Linked DNA regions of Mus musculus: region 2 is linked to region 1. The links are chromatin contacts, called in public HiChIP or PLAC-seq maps. All regions are on one chromosome and are shown on one strand. Each heading gives the region's core, a stretch centred on a gene start, on an enhancer-like site or on the middle of the called end of the contact. The rest is flanking DNA. Distances are from core to core; before and after follow the strand shown. Region 1 overlaps Gm20125 (predicted gene, 20125). Region 2 overlaps Gm32543 (a long non-coding RNA gene).

Region 1 (7,568 bases), core at 2,435-4,934:
ATCATGGGGAAGTGATTGATTGCACATCATAAGTAAAACCAGAGGATTCCAACAATTTCTATCATGAGGTCATGGGAGACTCTTCTATATATACTCTTGTCTGTAGTTTAGAAAACAATCAAAACAGGGAGTCCAGAACTAAGAAAATTTGAGTCATTTCCCTAATAGATTGGGCATAGCTAAGGTGTTTAAAGTATTCAATCAGATTAAGTTGACAAGTATATTAGATTTGTGTCTATTCTTATCACATTATCCAATTGGTGGGAGCTATTTTGGAAGTCCATAACACTTAGAGATAAAAACATAGAAAATATGGCTTTTGTTATACATATCAGTAATAATGAAAATATATTTATTTAGTCCTACACACACACACACACACACACACACATTGAAGAATTTTCTAGCTGGGAAGTTAACAAGATTTTATATTCTGTGGAGGTATTTTCTGAAATGGGAAGTGTGTCAAATATTTCCCTTTCCATATGATTTTTAAAATCCATTTACACTTGATAGCATGTACAATCAAACCTCTATAGACTTAAGTTATGGATTATTTATATTAGGCAAAGATTAATAGGGATTTGTCACACTGAATGATAGTTAAATATATCTATATTCAGAATGTGTTGGTATGAATTATGGCTTTATTATTTACTGGCTAAATGAGGACTTAACACCTCCTTCTTAAATATTCTCCTCTGACAAATGCATAAAAATATCAGTGCAGCCAGTTAAATTCTTTTTTATTAAAGTCAGTGGACATTTAAGTTGTTCTTACATAGTAAACTCAGTAACGGAACTTTGCTATCATTGCTATTCATTTATTTGTAAAATGCTGATCACATTAGATTCTTAGCCTTTATGTTTCCCAATCTAATGCAAATAGTAATTAAACTGCTTTTGGCCAACCAGTAAAACTTTGTACTCCTAATCCTGAGCCATGAAGAGGGTAGGGGATAGGTCTGTTAAGTTCTCCCCAGCCTTTTCATGTGTGATGATGTTCAGTCAAATTATTTGGCACTTGTGCAACAGAGCTTCTTATACAACCCTGAACCATAATTCATATCCACACATTCTAACTACAGATATATTTAACTTCATACAGTGTGTCAAAAACCTTATTAATCTTCACCTAAAATACCAAATCTATTAGCTTAGCCTGGGAAATATAGTGAAATAAATGTTCTTTGGGTAAGACCAGATTTCCAGTGTCCAGTTAGGTGTGGATTCAGGATAGATGTACCTTGCTTTTATGACTAAACACACCTGCATTTAATTTTACCTTAATATCTTTGAAAAATTAGCAACTACTGTTATTACTATGGCTCAAACTAGGATGTAATTAACAGAACACAGGGCTGATTTTAAGGGGCCAATGACAAGTGTTCTTTATAGTCTTAAGTTTTAGGTAGGAAACTCTAGTGTCTACTATCTCTAGTATTACTCAACATTTTCTTCCCCCAAATTGAGAATAAAGAATAAAGCATACTAGGATTAAAAGTTATCTTAAAATTAACTCAGAAGAAAGAAAGACAATAAAAAGTTCCTCTGGGATGTTATAAAAAACCCTTCTTGCCATGTCCCTAGGTTAGAAGCCAAAATGACATCTGTGAGGTTAGATTAAAAAAATTAACTCAAGAGCTGCAGGGCAAATGTCATTAGGCTGGAGAAATCTGACAAATATTTGCAACTTCTTATAGCTAAGAAGTCTACAGTGCCAGGGTAATCCAGTGACATGTGAATTATACTGCTATATACTACCATTTTCCTCATTGGGGTAAAAATTATTCTCATCAAACTAAGTCGTGTAGAAGATTCAGTTCCCTGGGAATATGAACCTGGATCTGACAGTAGCAAGAGTTTCTTAATGTAAGGAGAACTGTGGGGGAACAGATGAATGGATGTGTACCCAGAGCACACTGGGGGCGCCATGATAACAAGGTAATGCTTGCTCTACTAAACTCAGAACATGACTGATTTCTTTTGAACGATAAAAGAAAACTCAGTTTATGACTTAGGTCCCTATTGTTAGTGGATGATGGAGATTTTGCATAAAGGTTTTCTAATATTTACTGAATAGGTAAAAATCTTTACACATAATCATTTATTTTTAAAATGAAAGAACCATATTGTAAATCTAATAGAAGAATAAACTGAAGCCCTGCCCTGGAGATATTAACAGGGCCTGGGGATGTAGCTTAGTGGTAGTGTACTTATATAGTATGTGAAAGGCACTAGATTTGGTCTCTAGAACTGCAAATAAACATACCCCCTCAAACATTCCCAGACATATTGACAATACACACACATATATAAGTACATGCTGTGATGATCTGTAAACCCTTCTAGTTTTTTACATGCACAAATGTATACATAGGCTAATTTACAAAACACACAGAAGTAAATATTTTCAAGGATTTAGCAGTAGTCACAATATCAGAAGTTATTTATCAGGAACACAAAATAGTAAAGCTATACAGAGTTTTTCTGAGGTAAATGTGCATCAAGGAATTTCAAAAGATAGAGAAAAATCCACATAGGGATGAAGGCAATGAGAACACCCCTGTAAATGGTTCCTGCCAAACTGAGATCAAGGCAGCAGGGATTTTGTGTGGGCAATCTAATGTCACAGAATTCAAATCTTCTACTGAGATGAGCTCTTATGCACATGAAAAACATTTTGTTCTTATTACACAATTAACCATCTATGGACAACCTTGAAAAGAGTACCCATTTGGAGAAAGATGGAGATATATACATCTGGGAGAAATTGTCTGCTGATAAGGTATATAAAATTAGAGATAGATTTTTTTCATTAAGTCTCATTTAAAAGTAGATGTAAGATAAATTGATGATTCAAATTTGTGTGAATGTGGCAAGTTACCTATATTAAATATAGTAGGCCAGCAAATTATTTATGCTGCATATAAAATCTTTGTATATGCCATATATTTACAAACAATGTAGTTAATTTATAAGTATATATTAACTGATATTTACTTATCTTATCAAATGTTCATAAAAATTTGAAATAAGTAGGATTCCATCATAGTCATTTTGTACTTGTTTATTAGCTCAAAAAAAAGTCCAACTTACAATCAGAACTTCTTCAATAACCTGCTGAAGTTATAGATTTTGCCTAGAACAAAATAAATTCCCAAAACACATCTACATCTTCTAAATAGTAACAAAAATCCTAGCAATAAGCTTCCTAACATAGAAATGGTCAGTAGGCAAATTGACCATTTAAAGTTGACAGGAAGATCACTATTTTGTTACCCTGGTAACAAAAAGAAAGATCTGTAAAATGTGCCTGTTATTCTCTGATGGGAATTTGTGCATGTGTTTATAATGTGTAGGAAGTGGTAATACTGAGAATTGGATGTATACTTACAGTGTTTTGTTCTGTTATTAAGCAGTTTTGATATAAAAGCTGTTTACACCACTTAGTTAAAATATACTTACCCAAACATTGCAAACATTATTCTACATAAAATCATCTTTAGACATTCTTGTGTGTGTGTGTGTGTGTGTGTGTTTGGTTACCCCCAAACACACATGCCGCCTGCTTTGGAAAAGGAAATAACATGGAATTTTGTGGTTAGCCTGAACTTTGAGAGTGGCTCGGTGCTCTTCTCCGCAGCTGTGGGCTGTGGGAATCACTAGGACTGAAACAGAAGAGGAGGACTGTTGGGCTCATTTCCTCTTTATGTTCCTTCTTGCTCTTGGAAAGAGGCACAGTGAGTCATACACAGGGGACCAGGAGAAAATGGAAGCAATGAGATGTGAGTGGTCTGACTTTTGAATTTCCTTTCCTCAACCTCTCCTTTCCCTGGGAAAGGGAGAGTTCCTGCTGGCTGCACCAGCCAAGCAGCCTCATGCTGAAAGAAGGCACTGTTGGAGCATGGCTTCCTCTCTCTGTTTCCATGAAAGTGATGCACTTGGCTCAACTCTGCTATGGAAGAAAATAGAAGATTTCCTTTTCCTATCCACTCATCCTAACTCTTATCTGAAGGAACCTGCTAGAAAAAAAAGATCACGGAAATAGCTAGCTGTCCTGAAATATGTCCTCCCTTCTCCTCCTTCCCCTCGCCCTTCCTCCTCCTTCTCCTCCTTCTTTTTCAGTTCCTAAATTCTGAAACTTACCTAGGCATCATTGTATTATTTACCATTCTTCATGACTGTTTATTGTAGGCTTAGATTTCTTTCAAAACCGACTTTATTTAGGGGTCTTAATCACTTCAACCTTCCTTCTAACTCACCAACCAGAGGTAGGGAAGAAAGACGGTCAATAGGAAAACAGGGCTGTGGACCTATTTAGAAGTAGTTCATTGGGGTGATTCTACTCGCCATTGCCAGGATACCAGCAGTCCTGTTCAGTGGCAAACACCAAACATGAATCAGTAGCAGTGGCACGATCCTGCAGAAACAGCAAGGCTTCACCAAAGACCAGTAGAGACCAGTGAAGCTTTGCACAGTGTAGCAAAGGAAGAGTTCTCTCACTGTTTGTGGGGTTCTATTTATATTCTTTCTAAACATCACATGCCCTCTGAAGTGTCTGTTTTCAGCAAGATATTGCATGCCCTCCCACAAGACAGCTTCCAGAAAAGCATCATGTGACACAACTGAGTTATTACAGAAACCCAAATTTCCAGTTTAGTTTCCTCAGTCTTCCCTGAAGTTGTATTTAGTTACAGCATATTCCTGAGCTACTAGATTTAAGCAGAAGAAATGTGTGTAAATTCTCTGGGTCAAAATGAAAAGTTTCCAACTTTGTTGTCTCTTTTCTTGACCAATTAATACAAAAGATTTGTAGTTAGAACTGAGAGTGTTAGTTTGGGCCAGGTGCTGGAAGCACTGGATAAACATGGCAGAGAAGCTAGCAGAGTCCTGGTTCCCTTATAGACATGAAATAAATCTCTTTCCCTAAACTTGGAAAAGAGTAAAGATTAAAATCTCATTTACTATTGTAAACTCTCTTACACTATTGTGATATGTCTCTATTATAGCCAGGACTCTGAGAAATTCCTCAGTTACAAAAAAAGAATCCAAACCTTCATGCTCCCCGGAATAACCTACAGCTCATTATAAAACGTTGATTCTTAGTCAACATGAGTGATAAAGTGTATGTATCACTATATTAATCTATAATGATATGGTGCTAGCAGTTTGGCCAAACATTTGTCTAGGTGTTGCTATTAGGATCTTTTATAGTACTTAAAACACACCATGAGTTGAATTTAAGTAAAAAAATTATGATCATTATTACAGATGTACTTTATCTAATCATTTGAGTGTCTTATGAACAAAAAAGCAGCAATATACTTCAACAAAACAACAAACAACAACAACAAAAACCAAGACTTTCAGAGAAAAATAATTCTATTTCAATGCCAAAACCTGGGAACTCTGCTGGGTTTCGAGTTCACTAATCTTCCCTATGAGCAAGAAAGTTGTCAGCTAATTATCTTAAATAAATATTTCCCCATTTATATGGAAACACACCAGCACAGACACACCACAAATATATTGCTGGGTGGTTCTGATTCTTTGAAAACTGAGAGAAATGGTGGGAGGAGCGAATAAGCTTTGGGAGTTTGTGTTTCCAATCAGTTCTTGGTGCTGCTGGCCTGAATCCCGTGCTTTGTATGTGACGATCACAAAGCCTGACTTTTAGGAACTACATTTTTCAGTTTAGACTTGGATATAAAATTGCTGTGAAACCTTAAGAATGGCGTGAAGTCTGTAGATTAATTTTCTCATTTATGATGTGCAAATGTTGGATATCTATGGTCATCCCAGCTCTTCCTCTCACAGCTGTAACTCTGTGATACTCTTATTCCTACCTCAGTGCCCTAGGATTGGAGGGCAATGTGAGGTAGGGCTAGTGAAGCTACAATTCATGGTGTGTAGTCCTGTTGGTAGCTATTCTCTGGTTTACTATGTTTATCTCTAGCTTGATTTTGTAAGTTGTGTAGATAGCTATTGATGCCCTGTTTCCTGAAATCTGAAATCTAAGTAAAATAATCAATCCTATGACCTTTTAGGCATTGTGGTTTTAATAAGAAATGTCTCCAACAGGCCCACATATTGTGAACATATGGCTTTCAGTTGGTGGTACTGTTTGGGTGTATTATGGAACATTTAGGATGTATATATACCCTTGCTGGATGGGAGATATCACTGGGGTGTGTTGCAACACCGACTCTGTGTGTTTATAGCCTTACCACATTTCCGGTTTTCTCTCTCTATTTTGTTTTTGTGGATTAATATCCTCCCTCTCAGCTTTCGGGCTGCCATGTTTCCCATATCATTACTAACTCTTTCTCTGGAGCCATAAGCCATTATAAATCCCATCTTCCATATGTTACTTTTGGTCATGGCAGTTTATCATAGCAGGAGAAGAGTAACAACCACAGGCTTGGATGAGAAAACACCTAAGAAGTTGATTTTCTGATTTCCTGTTTCCTTGTAAGGGACAGACCAGGTCTAGTGATGTGAAATAGCCTCCTTATGTCTCTGCCTTACTATCCACACACATGCATTATAATGATTGTAAAATAATCTTTTATTATAGTGAAATACATTCACATATTTACATCCAAAAACCTGGATCCTGTACCTTAGTTATTCCATTAAGTCCTTAGGAAAAACCTGAAATTGTAATGTGTTAAGGTTGTGCTTCTATTTAAATGCCTGTGTGCCCAGGAAATGAAAATGTGCTGTCAGGTGCAGGAATTCATTCTGCCAATGTGATCAGCTCTTATCTTCTGGACTTGCTTTCTAAAATTTCTTCCATAACTGAAAGGTGTAATATTTTTAGAATGTTCCTTTTTATTTATATTTAAGTGTGTGCCTCAGTGTTCGAGTGCCAGTATGTGGCATCAGATTCCCTAGATCTGGAGTTACAGAGAGCTGTGAGATGCCAGACATGTGTGCTAGGAAGTAGTTTCAGGTCTTGCTCTAATCTACTAAGCTATTTCTCCCAACTATGCAATATTTTATAATAATGCAAATGTTTCTCTTTATAGTACAAAAACAATAAATCTTCAGGTAGGCAAGTTTAAATGTACAAAGGGATCAAACAGCAACACAGGTGATCTTGATATAGGGATCCTTATTCTGTTCCTTTCCCACTGGGCTACTGTTCTATTTTAATACAGTAAAATGATGGGTTTAGTCTTGAGGAGATGCTAATATATTATTTACTGGCGATTCTTTGGCTAGGCTTATATGAAAAAAGCAGAGAAAGTATGACACTCTGGGTACACGCATCTGCTGCTTTGAAATATACCAGAGGTAACTAGAGTCCCTGTCTTTACCTGAAGCCCCTAGGAAGCTTTTATTCATGTCAGTGGGACTGTATGTTCACATACGTGTATTTGTTCATGTATGATGTATGCATATTTCTGACTCTGAGTCTGTGTACATTGGAAGTTGAGGCTAGGGAATAGGAGGAGAGGACAATTCTTCAGGGATTATGCATTTGAGTGCATCCTGACCTTTGAGTCATGGCTTTATTTTCTCAGAGTCAAACACTATTTTGTCTAATATCTCACCCTTAA
Region 2 (7,568 bases), core at 3,191-5,690, 510 kb before region 1:
AAATGAGAGAAAAAAGAGAGATAGAAGAATGTTTATGATATGAACAAGCTACATGTTTGAACACAGAATGAGCGGTAACAAGTAACTCAAAATAAATAGAACATTATGGAAAACATTGATGAGATGCAGTCCAGTCTGAAAGAAAACCAAGAGAAAGGTTTCTTTATTAGGAAAACCTATCTGATAGGAGGGAAAATAGTAGATTTGTCTAAGTGAAATGCATATCTAGGTAGAAAGGAAAGCAAGGGAATGAAAGAAAGGCATTAGGTATCCCGTTGCAATGGTTCATCTCACACCATTGAAAGAGGGGGGAGATACGAGAGTGTGTTCTTGGAGTTAAAGGTGTGTATGAAGGAACCCTATGCAGGCATAGGGAAAATAAATTATGCTAAAATCATAGTATTTGACAAGCATACAAGCATATAACTTTTATGTTGACATTTATATGAGAGAGAAAGAGAAAGAGAGAGAGAGAGTGTGTTTTGGAGTTTAGACTAGTAATTAAAGTCTTGTAAATGCCCTTGGCCATGGACAGAAGGTTCCAGAGATTTGTTTTTGGTCTGCAATAAGATGAAAGTTAAGCATTGGAAACTTTCGCCGACACTCTTTATCACAATGGCATTTTTGTTTTATTTTACACAATTAAACTCTTATCCTTTACCACAGAAGCTTTGATAAGCACTGTCCTAGTTCGTGATAAAACAGAATTCAAAAAGCATGTTGTTCTTTGTCTTCAGGATGAATACAATGTGGTAGGAAAAGGCAATCTAAAGCGGATATGAAAGGAATGGGGAATTTAAGCATGCATTTGTGAGTCTTCCTAACGAAGAAAATCATCTTAAAATGAATGTACTTGTCCTTGAAGAGGTCCTAATGGAAAGCAGGAGGGGAACCCTTTTATTGATGTTGGGGGGGTCACTGTTACTTAGATTATTTTATTTGCTGTTTACTCTTCACATCAAATATATTTTTAGATTCAGGGTGGGTAAGCCACCTGCGGGTCAGTGGTTTTAGTACATAGAATGGTTGCTCTCAAAATATGTGCTCATATTCCAACCCCTAGAACCTATGAGTATTGTCACTATACAACAACAGTTCTAGGTCTCAAGAAGAGAGGCTTATTCTACATGAGTACTGCATCCATATATGTCTTAGAGAAGAATATGGAGGAGACATAAGGAGAAGAGGCCATAGAAGACCAAAGTGCAGTGATGTGGTCACAAGCCAAGGATGTCTGGAGTCCCCCAGAAATTGAGAGACACCAAGTTCCTGTTCTCTCCTCTGGCCTTCAGCAGGAGTGTAGTTCTTCCTGACACCTTGATGTCAGCCTCTGCTCCCCAGAAGTTTGCGAGTATTTATATCTGTTATTTTCATGCATCCAGTTTTTGTCAGTGCAGTCAACTAAGGTAGCTTCTGGACAGTGAGGGTCTGAGATTTCAGTCTTTGGCTATGACCTGTTTCATAGCAGGGAGATTATATGGTTCCTGCATCAGATGGTTGGGAAGAAGTTGAAGGGCTAGGGAAAGTGCAGAGGGGTGGTGATACTTTGATGTGGTTTCATAATCCAAGTTTGAATCCCTTTTTTCTCTTCATATTGCTTGACTTCTCAAAGATCCAGACCCCTCAGCTATTAAAAAAACAAAAAACAAAAAACAAATGTAATTCGAGTAGTGATGAAGCTTGAGCAAGATGCCATATGTATAATTTTTTGGTAAATAGTTGAGCACTTTACAAATTAATAAGATTTTTTTTCCTCCTAGAAGAGATTTCATGCGGCTGGCAAGGCCATCAGTAACTTCGGTACTGAAGCTATAATGTTAGCTACCTCCTCTGCCTAGGAGACTGCAAAATGAACATCCTTTTCTGTCTAGTGAACAGTTCTGACATCAAATGTCTGCAGGAGCAACAAGAAGCCCATGAACCTGTTGAGCAATTTCTGTTTGAAAGAAAACCTCAGCAGCTATGATGCCAAAACAAAATTGTTGATTTTGGCAGGGTTTTTAAATTTTTTTAAAATTTTTTTGATATTCAGATAGACAATACTAAATAACTCTATTCAGCAGTCCAGTTCATTTTAACTTGTTTACTTATACCCTGCCTTGTTCCAGAAAGGATTTAAAGTGGATTACCTATTAATACCCCACAAGATAAAAACAAAATGAAGAATAAGTGGGTAAAGAAAGTAGGGCAACAGGAAAATGAGGTTCAGAAAAAGAAATAAAACCAGAAGCAGGTTGGACACATTGTGAACCTTAAACACTTGTGTACTTACCCAGGGCTGGCATCAAGTGTGTGTCTAAGTTCTCTTACTGTTCACACACAAAAGGCCTCCAGGTCAAGTTCCCCCGGAGTATTCTCTTTTGGACGTCAGTTATGTCTCCCTTACGTGGGTGGAGGGGAATATCTATGTTGAGTATAGCAATGCACATTTTGCAAAGATTGAAAAGACAATAAATCCTCCGATAAAGGATCCATGACATTTCTATCTTAGCTCCCTAATGTGTAGTGGAGTAGCTGTCACGTGTCAATCAGACTGGTACACGTGACCAATGAAACAGGTAGCTACAGGGCATGTCTTCCCAGAAGGATGGCTGGTTTTAAAACTGTTTGCTCATTGTTCTTTTTGGCACCCATCTGGGCAAGCTTGAGTTGTATCTGCTTTCTACTCCAGCACATGCTCACAAAAGACTGTGTGTTTTCTCTACTCTACAAGAGACAAAGGTCTGTTCAGTTCATGGAAAAGTGTCATGGAATTGTTAGGATTCAAGTTAAAAGTGTATATGCAGCACAGGTGGGTTTTGTGACGCATATCCCACGAAATTACCAACTGCACTCTTATTAATTCATTTTTTTAGAGTAGGGCTTTTGTAGCTAATTAACAATAAAAATTAATGGGGAAGTTACCGTGAACCTCCAAACTCTCTAGGCTTCAACGATCTTTCTCTTTTTGCTCTGTGGTAAGAGTTGGCAAACTTTTTCTATGAAGCAGTAAATATTTTAAGTTTTTCTGGCTGTAAGTTCTCCACCATAGTTATTCAACACTGCCATTGTAATGCAATGCCTGTGTACAGATAGTTGGTAAGCTACTAAATATAATTGCATTCCAATGAAACTTTATTTACAAAAAAACATTGGCAAGTGAGTTTGACCCCAACAGAATAGTGTTTCCACTTCTGCCCTGAGACGCATGGTTGCTTGAAGTTTCATTATATTTAAAACCATTTTATAATAGAAAGTCTGGCTTTTGACAGTCTTCCTCTTTGAAGGTGATAGGAAGGCCCTTCTCTTAGGGAAAAGATCTTAATTTGTGAACTAATCACAGTTACATACAGTACAGTGCTCCTACATTGTTAAGAGACAAAAAGATGATATTCTGTGCTCTCCCATAAAACCTCAGCCTACATGGTACCTAACCATGTGCCCAGGTCTGGCTGAAATGGAAGGAGAAGGTACAGAAGTCAACAGGTCTGACAATAATCTACTTGAGACATTTTAATTTCTCTGTCCCTTGCCAACCATATTACTCTGAATATTTATGCATACACCATATTACTTCCCCTCCTCCAGAAGTTTCCTCACAGAACTGCGTGGGTTGACGTGCCTCCCTCATCTTATTTAGCACTGTACATAAAAGTGATAGTTTGGGCAGTGTTTCTTCATTTGAAAAGTTATTGCTAAAGACACCGCCTAATAGACTCTTTTGTGCCTGCTTGCAAAACTCCATATGTAATCTCTCTTATTATGCTTCCTATTATTAACCAGAGAGTCCACGTCACTCCTCAGCTGCGTTCCCATAGCGTAATCATCTCTGGTTCCATGAAACACAGTATATGTTCAGCTCCATTGACCACATTCAGCTTCATTTTTTCAACCCCACCAACTCTTCCTTTGCATTCTTGTTGTTCCCTCGTCTTTTTCAGGTCTTGATGGCTCTGACTGTCCCTGTATCTTAATGGGGAATATACTACAGGGGTGCTAATAGAAAACAAATAATTTGGGTTCACCGGAACTGTTAAAGACCACAAGAAGGATATTTTCCTTTGTGTTTAAGAGTAGAAGAACAAGGAAGTGATAGCCAAGCTGCCTGGGGCAGATGGTGTAATGATAACAGCTAACAGAACTATTAAATTCAGATTTTGCTTTCAAGTTCTGCAGCAAATAAAGTGGTCTGCAGGATATAAGAGGAGGAGCAAACAAGACTTTCATTTTGTATGCTTGCTTTGGGTTTTTTGTTTTGTTTTGTTTTTGTTTTTTGGTGGGGGGCATGCTTTTTGCACTTCACCTCATTTATTTTCACTCTGTGTGGTAGTCATAGCTGTTATTATTATCCTATTTTGTTGGGGGAGGAAATTATGACTCAGCCTTATCTGACTTGTCCACACACACAAACAAAGCAAAGAAGGGGTTGACTGTAAGTCTACAGAGATGACTGGACAGTTGGCCAGAACCTGACTGCAATAAATGAGCTCTAGCTGACAGCTCCAGGTATAAGCTGTGCCCAGCCACTGGGAACACTGGAATGCTGGACAAATAGCGCACATTCTAGCTAGTCTCACTGAATGGGTGAATGTGAACTGACGATTAATCTCAGAAGTTACTGAAGTCTTCAAGAAACCAAAAGATGAATGAAAAAAGGGAAATGTTGATTCATTTTTCTAAAAGGAGGATAGATTCCAGAGACCGAAAATAGGTCAGCTATTCTTCCATAGTGAGCCTAGAGAAAGCCATGGGTGGATTTTCTAATGTAATGGTTTGTGAGCAGTAACTAAGGAATGTGGTGGTTTATGAGGCATGCACACAGGTTCACAAGGAACTCAGCGAGTTAAGTTATGCTAGTTTAAGTGAGCTTCTTGCTTCTGAAATGGAACAACTTTATAAAATCACAGGGTTGACTAGTAAAAACATCACTTTCTCAATAATATCCTAAGAGAAGAACCTCACGGTGAGTGGCTATTGTCATCTCAACAAGTGCAGCCCATTTACCCGTTACACTTACCCATCTAATGCTCTGTCTGAGCTGGTACTTTGTTTATCTTCCCGTTCAGAAGATAAGAAACAGGGATCGCAGGAGATCAAATAGTTTATGCAAATTGCTGAGCTAGAACCGAAGCCAACTATGCCTGCCTCAGAGCTGTTGAGGGCAACAACTACACCGTATTAGCTGACACACAGCCAGGCTCAACGAGGTCTGCGGCTAAGGCGAACTATGTATATTCAGATTGGGTCATCATAGCATCAGGTAGAGTCATACAGGTTGTAAAAAAATCCAAAGCACATTGGTCAATATTTTGGTCTTAATCTGTTTGGCACTTGAGTCAATGCACTGACTAAAGACAGAAAATATGCTTAATCACCTCTGAAGTTGACAGACAAAAAAAAGAAAAGCCAACAGCCCTACTATCAACTCACATTTGCATAATGTTTTCCACTCTGCAAAATAACTTTTGCCCTGTGCACCTCAGTGGAGTCTCCTGATGCTTCAGAGGATTATGACTGCTAGTGCCCACCCCCAGTACTGTTTTTCCAGTGAGCAAAACCTGAGGTTCATGAATGTCAGATGACCCAATGAGAGTCATACAGTGAATGATCTGGGGACTTCCGTTTTCCATCACAATGCAGTAGGGGCAGAGTCCTGCCCAGAGCCAGTATCAAGACATGCAGTTGCTAGATCAAAACCGGATGAAGTCTGATAGACTTGGAGTTCAAAACTGAAGAAAAAAAAAAGTACACGTGTTCGGGTATTTAATGTAAGCCAGTGTGGTAGTTTGATTATCAGTCACATCAAGTTAGTGTTGGGCTGGGTTAATGGAAGTATCGTGTCTGCCTTCCGGTAAGCTGTGATTTCAGTGACCACAGTGCCATCCATACCATCAATGACACCTGTATCCTCTGGGTCAAGAATTTATTTAGTAAAATCTTGAGCTAAGCAGAGAATAGTCAGTCCACAGAATCCGGTAGGTAGCATTTGAAGAGATAATGGGCTACATGGACTATGGAAGATTGTAAAGAAACGAGAAATTCTAGTTCTTCAGAATTTCAAGAACAATTATCATTTGGAGGAGAAAAAGCCATTGTTCTGTGATGTAGGTCACCGGGTGTCAAGTGTTAGTCAGGTTGTACCTGGATGAAACTAAGACATCAACTGACCTTGCTTTTTCCAGCGTCAGCCATTACCAATATATGGCACACAGATGAGCTTCATAAAGTTGTAATGACTTCAGAAGCATGAATAACTCGCTGAGGGGCTCTACAGTCCTTCTTCCTCTTGGAAGTCAGCGGAAAGGACAGAGGATCTAGCCAAGTAGTAGAGTTACCTAGCATGCACATAGCCCTGGATTGATTCCTGGCATTTCCCCAAAGAAACACACAACAATGACTCAAAACCAACAACAGTAAGAGAACTATCCCACAAAAGTTTACAGGCCAATTCTGATTTTGTTTTTCCTTTTTCTTCAATTATGGCTTGGCATGTAGTTGATATTCAAAAATATAAGGGTGAATCATCAAAAGGGAAATGAAAGGACCAGAGGCCCATAGTAAAACATGGGGTGAGAGTGGGGATGAGGGTGGGGTAGGAGCATGGAATAAAAAGTTTCTTGCAGACCCCTGGAGAGGTCACACCTACGGATACCTTGATTTCCGACCTCAGCCTTCCAGAGGTGAAGCAGTACATTTCTGTTGTCTCACATATCCAGTATGTGGTGGCTTGTTACTGTAGCTCTAGCAGACTCATACTCTGCATTTTTCTCAGTCTGCAACTGGGACTATGGAGAATAAACAACAGATAGCTGGTTTTGAGCGCATGCTGAATAAATGAATAACTAGAGAAGTAAATGAAAATTTGTTACCTCAGGAAAGTCATCTATTTTTCTCCCCCCAGTCTCTGTTGTCATTTGTAAAGTGACATCTACTACACTCTGGAAGATTTATCCTGTTCTCATCTATTCTACCAGTCATAAAAAAAAGTGTATGTATGACATAAAAATTGATCATATATTAGAGGTTATCTGGGAAGCTTATTTAATCTAAATCTCTTTTTTAAAAATATAGACAGACGTGGGTTTTAGAGATGGCTGAAAATTTAATTTGACCTGAGGCAAACGTCTGAAACGAATCATTTCCTGAGATGGCTTTTAGAGTTTGATCCTGTGTTTTTCCTTGATGAATTTATCTATTTATGGAAATCAGGTCAGTGAGTCTGTGTGGGTTATAGGCAATGTGATTTCATTGCACCTCAGGCCCAGCTATCTATCAGGGTAGAATCTTCTTTACTGAGGAAATAGGATGTCAGCAAAGAAATGCTGAAGGAATCAAATCAAAATAGAATGCAGAAAGCTATCTCCGTGGCCGGACACTTGGGTACATCATTGCATGAGATGATATTAGATTTACTCACCTCAAATACTGGACTCTGAAGAATGATCTGGATTGAAGTAACACTGAACAGATATGCAGAGACCTGTCTGGGTACGACTAGATTCATCAGTCTGGGTTCTCTCTGGAAAGTCCCAGCTGGCCAAAGAGCTCAAGTTTCCAGTCCCCTCAAGATGGCTTTCTGGGGGGCTGAT

What was found. HiChIP or PLAC-seq counts read pairs in DNA pulled down with a chosen protein or histone mark.
Region 2: a contact with region 1 is called in an H3K27ac HiChIP or PLAC-seq map of the NIH/3T3 cell line, with 3 times the contacts expected there. The contact joins two enhancer-like sites.

What each region holds. Positions count from the first base shown.
Region 1 is chr10:17,039,332-17,046,899 of GRCm38.p6, reverse strand. The region is part of intron 1 of Gm20125 (predicted gene, 20125); the gene reads left to right. Among named protein-coding and RNA genes, the nearest start is that of Gm20125, 53 kb to the left of the region's middle. Within about 2 kb of position 3,684, at least 30 of the 459 cell types and tissues checked have an H3K27ac peak or open chromatin away from gene starts, as enhancers often do. A contact at or near this core is called in the NIH/3T3 cell line, where this site is marked.
Region 2 is chr10:17,546,978-17,554,545 of GRCm38.p6, reverse strand. The region is part of intron 3 of Gm32543 (a long non-coding RNA gene); the gene reads left to right. Among named protein-coding and RNA genes, the nearest start is that of Gm32656, 110 kb to the left of the region's middle. Within about 2 kb of position 4,440, at least 94 of the 459 cell types and tissues checked have an H3K27ac peak or open chromatin away from gene starts, as enhancers often do. A contact at or near this core is called in the NIH/3T3 cell line, where this site is marked.